Regions from separate parts of the Mus musculus genome. Here region 1 is linked to region 2. Evidence: chromatin contacts called from public Hi-C data. All regions are on one chromosome and are shown on one strand. The core of a region is the stretch at or near the end of the contact, and the rest is flanking DNA. Distances in the headings are between cores, read along the strand shown.

What was found. A called contact is a pair of places that touch in the nucleus more often than the background predicts.
Region 1: a Hi-C map of the C2C12 cell line shows a contact between it and region 2, with 4 times the contacts expected there. The contact joins two enhancer-like sites. A contact is called at or near these places in 4 of 484 Hi-C or Micro-C datasets (the C2C12 cell line, adipose-derived mesenchymal stem cells, embryonic stem cells and 1 more).

The regions. Positions count from the first base shown.
Region 1 is chr9:9,197,071-9,202,607 of GRCm38.p6, reverse strand. The region is part of intron 1 of Arhgap42 (Rho GTPase activating protein 42); the gene reads left to right. Among named protein-coding and RNA genes, the nearest start is that of Gm16833, 36 kb to the left of the region's middle. Within about 2 kb of position 3,282, at least 44 of the 459 cell types and tissues checked have an H3K27ac peak or open chromatin away from gene starts, as enhancers often do. A contact at or near this core is called in the C2C12 cell line and adipose-derived mesenchymal stem cells, where this site is marked.
Region 2 is chr9:9,045,648-9,051,047 of GRCm38.p6, reverse strand. It overlaps Arhgap42 (Rho GTPase activating protein 42), which reads left to right. Exons shown (of 24, transcript NM_001372563.1): 7 at 2,056-2,160; 8 at 4,414-4,543. Among named protein-coding and RNA genes, the nearest start is that of Pgr, 150 kb to the right of the region's middle. Within about 2 kb of position 2,232, at least 14 of the 459 cell types and tissues checked have an H3K27ac peak or open chromatin away from gene starts, as enhancers often do. A contact at or near this core is called in the C2C12 cell line and adipose-derived mesenchymal stem cells, where this site is marked.

The DNA.
Region 1 (5,537 bases), core at 2,033-4,532, 150 kb before region 2:
CAATATTGTCAAAAGGTTTGTTAATTGTTTAATATTTCTCAACTGAGTTTTTCAAAAGAAATCGTGATGTAAGGGGCTTTTGTTGATCAAAATATTCTTGGATTTTTATGAAATTCAAGTTATTTCCAACTGTTCCCCCCCCCCCCCCCAGCAAGCTTGTTTCAACCAGGAGAACTTTTTTTTTCTTTTTTCTTTCTTTTTTTTTTTTTTTAACTAGATGTTTTCTTCATTTACATTTCTATTTTTAAAATTTTTTATTAGATATTTTCTTCATTTACATTTCAAATGCTATCCCAAAAGTCCCCTATACCCTCCCCCACTCCTGCTCCTCTACCCACTCACTCCCACTTCTTGGCCCTGGCATTCCCTTGCACTGGGGCATATAAAGTTTGCTAGATCAAGGGGCCTCTCTTCCCAATGATGGCCTACTAGGCCATCTTCTGCTACATATGCAGCTAGAGACACGAGCTCTGGGGGTACTGATTAGTTCATATTGTTGTTCCACCTATAGGGTTGCAGACCCCTTCAGCTCCTTGGGTACTTTCTCTAGCTCCTCCATTATGGGCCCTGTGTTCCATCCAATAGATGACTGTGAGCATCCACTTCTGTATTTTCCAGGCACTGGCAAAGCCTCACAGGAGACAGCTATTTCAGGGTCCTTTCAGCAAAATCTTGCTGGCATATGAAATAGTGTCTGTGTTTGGTGGCTGATTATGGGATGGACCCCCCAGGTGGGGCAGTCTCTGGAAGGTCCATCCTTCAAATGCTATCCCTTTTCCTTGTTTCCTCTCTGAAAATCCCCTATCCCCCCCACCTCCTCCCTTGCTCACCAACCCACCCACTCCCACTTCCTGGCCCTGGCATTCCCCTATACTGGGGCATAGAATCTTCACAAGACCAAAGGCCTGTCCTCCCATTGATGGCCAACAAGGCCATCCTCTGCTGCATATGCAGCTAGAGACACGAGCTCTGGGGGTACTGGTTAGTTCATATTGTTGTTCCTGCTACAGACCCCTTCAGCTCTTAATTTGCAATCCTGAAATATTTCTTTTTAGGACACTGAAAGTAACCTCAGATTGCAAACATATTGTTCTAAAAAGGATACAATGAACATTGTCTTTTCTCTTCATTGAATTTTATTTGTGTGATTAACTGAAGAATTTCTTGATTTATCTGGATTTATCAAAGCTGTAGGGATTAACTGTTTGGTGTGGTGAAATGTGCTAAAGCCTGCAAACCATGTCTAGCATTTTTAAAGTGTAATGTAATAAAGAGTAAGCCCTGTATCTGTGGGCTTCATTGTCCCTCCCCCACCCAGAGAGCCCAGTATAATGTTATAAGCGTAAGCTCTGTATCTATCTGTGGTCTTCGATGTTTCTCCCCCACCCAGAGAGTCCCCTCTTCAGTTCCCTTTGGTAAACATCAGTTGCTGATGGCCTGTACACTGTGAATGCGGCCAGGAAGTGGGGTGAAGGGAACTTCTTTTCCCATGACCCCTCACTGTCATCTCCTTCCAAGGGCTCCTTACTCAGAAACGCCTTGATAACCACATTCATTCCTTTCATGCCCCACCCGAGCACACAGCTGCCCAAAGCACCCGACCTATGTTCCAGCCACCGTTTACCTAGAGAGGTGGTGGCTATGTGAAAATATTTCTGTGGGAGATGTGTCCGGAGGCAGGATAGTTATTTTTTAAATGGAATTCCATTTTCTTAATATTGACCTAAAAATTGGAATGCTTGTTAATTCTTTGGGACTTCCTAAAACCTTTGTATTGGGTTAGTGTTTTTGTATAATTAATTTCTGGACTTTTTCATGTTTCGGTGAAGCCTAAAATGCTAAAACATTTTAGATACTGTTGTTTCAGTGCAGTTTCCATGTGCAGTCCAGGTTTAAAAAACACCAGCTGGCTGGGCATGCAAGTTTCTAAAGCACTTGCCTACCATGCATGAAGGCCCTAGGTTTGCTCCCTCAGTACATGTAAAGCCAGGCATGGAGGTGCATTTCTGCAGTTCCAGCAGGCAGAAAATAAGAAGCAGGAGAATCCTCCCCAGCTACATAGATAACCTGGGCTACATAGATAACCTGGGCTACTCAAGACCCTGCCTCATTAAAATACAAAACCCACAGGGATGGGGGAAGGATTATGGGAGGGGGTAACCAGGAGGGGGCAGCGAGCAGGATATAAAGTTAGTAAGTAAAATAAATAGGTAAACAAATAAAAAATATTTTAAAAAACGTAGACAACAACAACAAAATTAAAGGGAAAACCTAGCTATCTGACTAACTCCTAACCCCTTCCCCTTCCTTTTGCCAGTTTGCACATGTCTTTTTTCTTTTGTTATAAAAGAGGAGAAAATATATTCGATGAGGAAACTTATAAGTTTATTCTCCTAATCTTCCAAACAGCACTTCTTCTGTAGATAGAAAACTGAGACTACGAAGAAGAGCTTAAGCAATCTGGCTGAGACAGAAAAAGCTACTCCCTAGTGGAAATGGAATTCAAACCTACTAGGAAGGCGGCACTATGAGGAGCGAGTTCTGATGAGGGGTGAGGGCAAATGGCTGAAGGAAGGAAGGCTTTGCTGGGGTGCTGTGCATCTGAGGTCTGGAATGAAGGAGACCTGGAAACTCCTGTGACCTCCTGTGATTCAGGCTCTCCTCTTCTGCTCTGGGGAAAGTTTAGCCACTTCTAGAGTTTGGCACAGGGCTGCTATGGCTTTGGATCTTTACTAATAAATATATTGTTGTAAAACACATATTGCTACATGAGCTGTTTAACAGTGTTTGGTCAACAACTGACTGCATGCATATATATGATTTCACTCCTGTGTAGCCTAGAAGTGACAGGCTGGACCATCTGGGGTTGTGTAAGTATGCAGTGGCTAAATCGCCTAATGACGCATTTCTCCAAATGTATCCCAGACAGCCACATGCCTGTGTTCATGTGTGGGTGTGCTGTGTATATGTAAGCAGAGTATTATGATTCTTATCTCTTGTCCTAAGAAGACATGGGTAATGAAAGGTTCTCTATGAAGCCCTGGAGCAAGGGCATGTGGCTTCCAATAATTGGGCTTGCTTCAGGGAAGAAGACAGATTTATCTGATGGGCTGTCTGGATGTTTTGCAGAGTACATGTGACAGACAAGGAAGAGTGTGTCTGAGTTGGGCCCTAGTGAGACCTGGGGCCTCCTGAAAGACCATAGGCAGTCTGGGACGGCCTGGAGTTTGAGTGTGTGATGAAGACCGAGTGTGGGAAAGAAATGAACTCAGTACTGTTGTGTGTTCTGTGACCCTGTCCCATGAGCGACCTTTGCACATTCCTTCCCTTTCCTTCTCTCTGCGTCCCCTCTGGGAGACTGATGCTTCTTGAATGCCTCGATTTTAAGCACAGCATCTTCCTGCGTTCTGAATTACTAGCATAGCAACTGAGTGATGAGTAGGGAACACTGATATAAGATATTGCCCATTAAGCAGATTCTCTGTGAGGGACTGCTTTCCCACAGTACCCCCAAATAAAAGTAGAGATTAAGTTGATGATATAAAATAACCTAGTGTGGGAAGTATTTTTTTTTTAATCTAAAAACCATTGTTTTGTCTTTAGCTAATCCTAAGAGTAGGCTTCACCTGTCATTGTCTAATGACTGATGGTTGGGTGCTGTTTTGACATGCCCAGGCTTGGAAGGAAAGCCACAGGGTGTCTGGTCCAAGTAGAGACTTCCAGCCTTTCTAAATGCGTTCTTCAGTTTTTTAAACAAGCAAACTGGAGGGAACCTCTGTGACCTTTTCAGAAAATAGAAGGGTGACAGCAGATGTTCTAACAGAAGGGGGATGGGATTCGTTTCCTTTTTCTTCCTGAAATCAGTTCTTACCCAGGCTTTGAAACACCACTTTCTGCCTCCTCCTCATGGGTGGCCACGGGCTAATGTAATGTTGATTCTATTGATGACAATAATGTTTTATTCTCCAGCAGACAATTCCCTCCTGGATGAGAGGCAAGAACTTGTTTGTGGTGTGGCAAATACATGTGCTAGTATTACAGCCTTAACTGATTGCCCTTGTCACACTGCCACCTGGGTCTTCCTGTATGTTCTTTGAAGCTGTGAGAGAGGGAGGTGACCCCGAGACTGAAATAGTGTGGAGTCTCAGTCATTTATGCTTCCCAGAGCTGGTCACTCTGCACAAGGACGAAACACAGGAACAGGAGTGTGATATTGTCATTGCTCCTGTAATCTAAAATGCCCAACTGTCATGTGTGAGCTAAGTGTGTCAGCAACCTGATACCTTTGAAATAAAAGTGATTTGAACTTTTCCTAATTTTTATAAATTATATTTTTTGCATTATTTTTGAAAATTAATATATTATTTTATGGCTGGATATTTGCACACACACACACACACACACACACACACAAGACAGGTGTGCATGTCTTGGAAGCTAGAAGAGAGCATTGGGTCCTCTGGATCTCGAGTAACAGATGGTCATGAGCCACATGTGAATATTGGTAACTGAGCCCAAGTCTGCAAACGCATCAAGTGCTGTTAACCACCAGGCTATCTCTTATAACACCTGTGTTTCATTTTGAAGAAGATAATCAGTGATGTATATACATATATACATACATCCATACATAGAATGGTTGGTTCATTATGAAACCTACATGTTTCATAATGCCTCTTTTCTGTACCTATAACTCTCGAGCAAATGACGACTCCATCTGTAATGCAGAAAACCTTTACCAAAGAAGAACCTAAAAGACAGCTCTATTGCAGCTGAATGGTTTTGGCCCCAAATAGTAAATTTGCCACTGACTTAAACACATTTTCTATTGCCATTAAAATGTTTTGAAACACATGTGAACATCTGCAATGTATGTGTTCCATTAAAGCTTTATATAAGTATTATCTCGGTGCTTGAGAAAGATACTGACATTGTAGCACAGCAGCATCCACTAGTTCAAGGGCAGCCTGCACTTTCAGGACAGCTGGGAAAACAGAGTAAGATTTTGTATCACAACAAGAACAAAACAAAAGACCCAAAAGGTCTAACTTGGTGTCACATGTCATCCCAACATTTGGGCATGCGTCAGGAGAACCAGGAGCTTAAGCTTCAGGTATGTAGGCAGGACAAGTAACATGAGATCTGCCTTAGTTGCTTTTCTCTTTCTCTGATAAAATGCCCTGACAAGATTGCAGAAGGAGAAATGGCTTTCTGTGCCTTATGGTTCTGGAGGGGATGCAGTCATTGTGATGGGAAGTCATGGCAGAGGAACATGAGGCAGGTCTGTCACAGTATGCCTGTAGTCTGAAAGTGGAAAGAAAACAGAAAGTAGCTCCAGGATATTAAGGCTCAAATCTCCCCCTTCCCACTCCACTAATGTACTTGATCTAGCAGAGATCCATCTCGTAAAGCTCTACCTAAAGCATTTTAGGACTTTCCTAGCACAAAGCTTCAAACTCTTCTGTGTTCCTCATGCAAACCAGTTCTCAAAGCCTGTAACCCACACAGTCATTTTATCACAGCAATGATCTCAATTC
Region 2 (5,400 bases), core at 983-3,482:
GAGCAGCTAGTACTCTTAACCTCTGAGCCATCTCTCGGTATGTAATTTTTATGTGCTTCAATAAAATTGTTCACTCCCTTCTGGGTGCTTAGAATGTGTTGGAAGAAAATGCATGCTTCCTATTACGACGTTCTACAGCCCCACTAATGAGGCTGGCAGGGGGATTTCTGTCTGTGGCAGTCGATGTGTTGGAAATGCTTAGGATACAGAGCAACCTCAGAGAGACAGAAGTGCTGGAATCATGACTTTTAAAGCTCAATTAGCAAACAGGTCTCAGTGGAGAGTGCTGGCTCGCCACAATCTCTATCAAATTACTTCCTTTCGAGTGACTTGACAAACATGTGACACTTCTGTATGCATCTAATTTTTTAATAGATAAACTAACTGTACTCCAGAGCCTCAAGCTAGACTCCAGGAATCCACACACACTATTTAGATGCCATGATATTTCTGACACAGTATGCCTTCCCGCTCCCATACTCTGAGAAGTCAGAATATTAGAAAAGTAGATTTAAGGGTGTTAGATATTTTGTAGGTTTTTGCAATGTTTTAAAAATATCTTCCCTGTAAATGTAATTAACTGGGTGGCTTCTGATGGCTTTGAAATGACCCACTACCTATGATGTCTAATCCTCAGTGGGAGAGTTTCACTGTGGGCCAATTACTGATGCCAACAGAGAAAATGCTCTTCTAATGGCTAGTCAGAGGACTGCTGTTAGTTAGGCATTTCAGAAGTATTTTAATGTTTTTTAATCTTTGAAAAAGTCTAGATCTACACATGCAGGGCCTACCTGGAAGTGTTTAAATTCAGCTTTAAGCCCCAGTTTGCTCTAAACTGGAGAATTAAGTTAAATGAAAAAAAAAAAACTTAAGAAATTATTTTTAGTGTTAAACTCCTAAAAATGAACCTAACTCAGAATGGAGTTGACTTGCATGTTGAAAGAAAAGCATGAAGTCATCATTCCCTAGTAGATCCGGCTCATACTCGAATTAGCAATCCCAACACACACATGGGATGACTCTTGGGTGTTCCTGCCTCCCCACACAGAGGAGGTGAGAGAAGCCACTCTCATAAGAAGATGGTTTCAAATAGCCTTTCTCTTTTTAATTTGAAAAATAACAAATGGTACAGTATAGGCTTCTTTTGAAGGTATTTTCCACTCTATTGCAGCAAGAAGCTGTAGGCTGACCGAGACAGTGGCTATGGCTATGGAATAAGACTGCAGGCAATTATATAAAGTACCAAATGAATCATTTTTTCTAGATAAACTTAGTAACATACATACTCATCCCATAATTTTATAAGTCCTCCTTATTTACAGATGTAAGCACAAAAGAATTTGTTATTTCAAGGCTAGGAATATGAAATTTCTTTTCTGAAGATTTTGCTCAGAGTAAAAATGATCATGTGATCCTATGTTCTGACTCAACTCTTTTTTTTTTTGTTTTTGTTTTTTTTTTTTTTTGTTTTGTTTTTGGTTTTTGGTTTTTCAAGACAGAGTTTCTCTATATAGCTCTGGCTGTCCTGGAACTAACTTTGTAGACCAGGCTGGCCTCGAACTCACTCTTAATCTGCTTTAAATTCTCCTTGAATAGACTTCCCTAGTCAAAACAGGATCTATACTGCCACCTGCTGGTAAATTTTCTTTTCTCCCTCTGGACAAATTGTTATTGACTGTGGCCAGCTCCTTCCTGGGATATCCTGCCCAGTCTCTAAATCTAATGCCTTTTCACCTTCTGTTTTGTCTAGAGACCTTTCCCAGTTCTCTGTGATCCCCTTAGCGGCCCCCAGTGGTTGTTTGATGATGCATTTGGAAGGTAGAGCAGCGGACAATGCATGTTCATGACCTCAGGGAAAGACAGTGAAGGGGCAATGACCTCTTGTTTCTGCCTCACACCCATGTTTCCATGGCTAAATGCATTGATCAAAAATCATTACTTTGAGAAATTAGAATGACTGATAATCACCTTGATATTTTGTATTGGATGGTCTTTTCATATATAGAAAAGCAAATTTTTATGATTTTTTTACGTGCATGTTTTTATCTTTTGCAGCTTTTGTCCTTCCTTCAGGGTTTGTTTACATTTTACCACGAGGGATATGAACTTGCCCAGGAATTTGCACCGTACAAGCAACAGCTACAATTCAACTTGCAGAATGTAAGGATACTCTGTCCTCTTTGCCATCCCTTAGCAATGACCTCAAAGTGACTCAGTTAGGACCAAGCCAGACCTTATGTAAATGTGGCAAACCACAGTAGCTTAGGGAGTCCTCTTTACAGACATCCTCATGACTTATTTTGTAGCAACTAGGTGAATATATGCCAAAGAAGAACTGATTTCATGTTAGAAAAATGTATGTTACTGGGTTTTATAAAAGTATTACAAAGCAGGGTCCTTGCAAGTTAGTAGTAATCTTGTTAGCTTAGTGGGTGACTCAGGGTGAATGGGATTCTCACATCCTCTGTGCTGAGTATAGTTAGTACAGTGTATATACCTGAAATTTCTTTAATGGACCTTCAATTCTTCTCATCACACAAACAAGGACAGAAAATACATGTAGTGATGCATATATTACTTAGCCTGATTATAGAAATGATTTCACAATATATGCAGATACCAAAACATCACAGGGACTCACAGTGTGTTTGTCTTCCATCTCTCAGTTACTCCTCAAAGCCAGGAACACAAAAGGGACTGGCTGGCTTTAGGCAAGTCTCATTTGTTGAGAAAGCAGGATTTCTCCAGTTTCAAAGGGAAGGTCTCTGGCTTCGTGTTCTATGTCTAATATCTCTGAAAACACATGCAAAACACCTGCAATTAATTATTTGCAGAATATTTAAAAGTAGTTTTGAAGCATTCAAATGCCTTGCTTTAACATACAGATGAGCGCCATTTATACATTATCCGTTTCTACCAGCTTATTTTGTGATGTCCTCTAGCTCTTTTGGTCTCAGAACACATAGTGACATGTCTACAATTGGCCAATACATTTCTGCCATCCTCAAACCCGGGGAAGAACAAAATCCTACTGTTGAGTCATCAATCACTGAATGCCTGAGTGGATAGCAATCTAGCCAAAATACCCTTCACTTAGTCTTCTGTAAAAGGTGTGTGTCTCTCTGCTTATCTGGGTCTCATCATCATGGAATCTTGACAGTGTGCTACTGAGCTGGCATGTCCCTGCAGAGCTATGCAATTGGATTTTTCTCATCATGTTTGGATTTCTGCTTTTGCACTTAGGTTCCCCAGCAGAAATAATTTTGCCTTTAGCTTGTCTGCACTGTGGTTTTTTTGTTTTTGTCTTTTGTTTGTTTGGTTGGTTTGTTTTATTTTTCAATGTAGAAGATGGTTGTCTGTCTTCAGTAAAATAAAATAAAATGCAAAATTGCAGATGCCAGAGAGACTTTACAAGTTCTTTCAGTATCAGCTACAATTACCTCAGTTGGGATAGGAGAAAGGAAGCAGTTGAAAGACCCAGTCAATCTTTATAGTTAAAAGAATAAAGCAGCATGATAGTCCCCAGATAAAGACCCTACTCTCTCTGAGGATCACCTCTCATGGACCATCCACCGAGAGCTCTGGGAGTAGGCTTTGGACTTTATTTTTTGACACACTTTTGTTAGGGTGAAGCGCTTTGAATGCAAACCAGAGTCTTTCCGAGAAAACCTTACTCTTTTTCCTACAGCTTAAGCAAATGCACTATCAAGCGTATAAATTATTATTCTCAAAAGAAAGAAGAACTTGCATTCTGTGTGAATAAGTTTTACACTGGCCTTCTAACAACTGTATTAGTACTTCCAGAAACTAAACCATGTGAGTGCTTTCTAACAAGACTTTCAGCTGTAGACTTCACTGAGCGGTAGACTCTGGAGCTGAGGTTTTCTGAGTAGCCACCTTAATCTATCCATGTGAAACTTTTATTTGTGAGTTCATTATAGCAAAGTTATTTTCTTTAATTCTAAAAAAAAAAAAAAAAGTAAAAGCCATTAGGAAAAGAAGGGATTTTCTTTTAAACATGCTCATTGTCACATATATCAAAAGCATCATTTTTTTCTTCCTCAAAAAAGAGATTAAGTTCTTATGTATCTACTTTTAATCTTAGCTAATCCAAAGCTAGCAGATGGTCAATAATTTCATTTGCTGTAATTCACCAACTTGGGACTCTCCACAGAATCTGAATTAGAAAGTCTCTCACACACAAGAGTCAGAGAAAAATGCACAGAGTCATCCAGGGATGTTTCTACTAAAGTGACTCAGAGCAGGCACACAGCTCAGCACAGCAGATTCCTTTTACATTGAGTAGACTTGAAGGTTACCCTGCTCTCCTTGGCAGTTTTAAAACTTTAGTCAACAATTTCCTCAAACCTGGTGGAAAATGCTCAGTGAGTTTGTGGCTTCTCTTCACTTAAGACAAGGAATAACTTTGAAAGCACTCGGCAAGAAGTGGAGAGACTGATGCAGAGGATGAAGTCTGCCAATCAAGATTATAGACCTCCCAGCCAGTGGACCATGGAGGGCTATCTTTACGTCCAGGAGAAAAGTGAGTCCCAGAGACAGACTTGAGGTCTCTCTCTTATTTTACTTTTTATTTTCCATGTGTGTGGGGTCCATGTGTGTATATGCATGTTTGCATGTGTGTGGACACATGTGTGGTTGCATGCACGTTTATGCACTCATGCCCATAGTGGTTCATGTCATCCCTCACATCATTCCACCTTTTCATGTAGACAGACTCTGTCAGTCAAGCCCAGAGCTCTTCCAGTGGGGCTAGTCCCATTAGCTAGTGCATTAGTCAGGGATCTAGAGAAACAGATTTGATAGATTAATAAGAGGGGCTTATAGGCTATGATCCAACTATTCCAGCAATGTCTGATTTTCAGTGGAAAGAACAAGGGTCCTATAGTTGCTCAGTCCAGAATGTCTCTGCTGCTCCTCAGTATACACTGGAATCCCAAGGAAGTAGGCTTTAATAACAGTGAAGAAATTAACTTGACCTTGCTCGCAGGGCAAGCTGACAAAGATAGCAAGCATCCTTTTTCCATGGTCCAGATTTAAGGTGAATCTTCCCACCTCAAATGAATCAATCAAAAAAATCCCTCAGGTGTACCCTGCAGGTTGGGTTTTAATAATGGATATATTCAAGTCGGCAAACAAGAATAGTTATCACAGCCAGCTTGTTCTAGGACTCCCCATTTTGCCTGGGGGTGGGGGGCTGTCATACTGATACTTCACCTGGGTTCTAGAGGTCCAAATGCAGGTCTTGATGCTTGCATAACAAATAACTCCCAAGCCATTACCCTATCCCCTCCTTGTAAAAATGTGTGTATTTGTCTGTGTGGGTTTATGGTGTATGCACATGTACTATATGCAGGTCATAAGATAACTTGTGGAATCTCC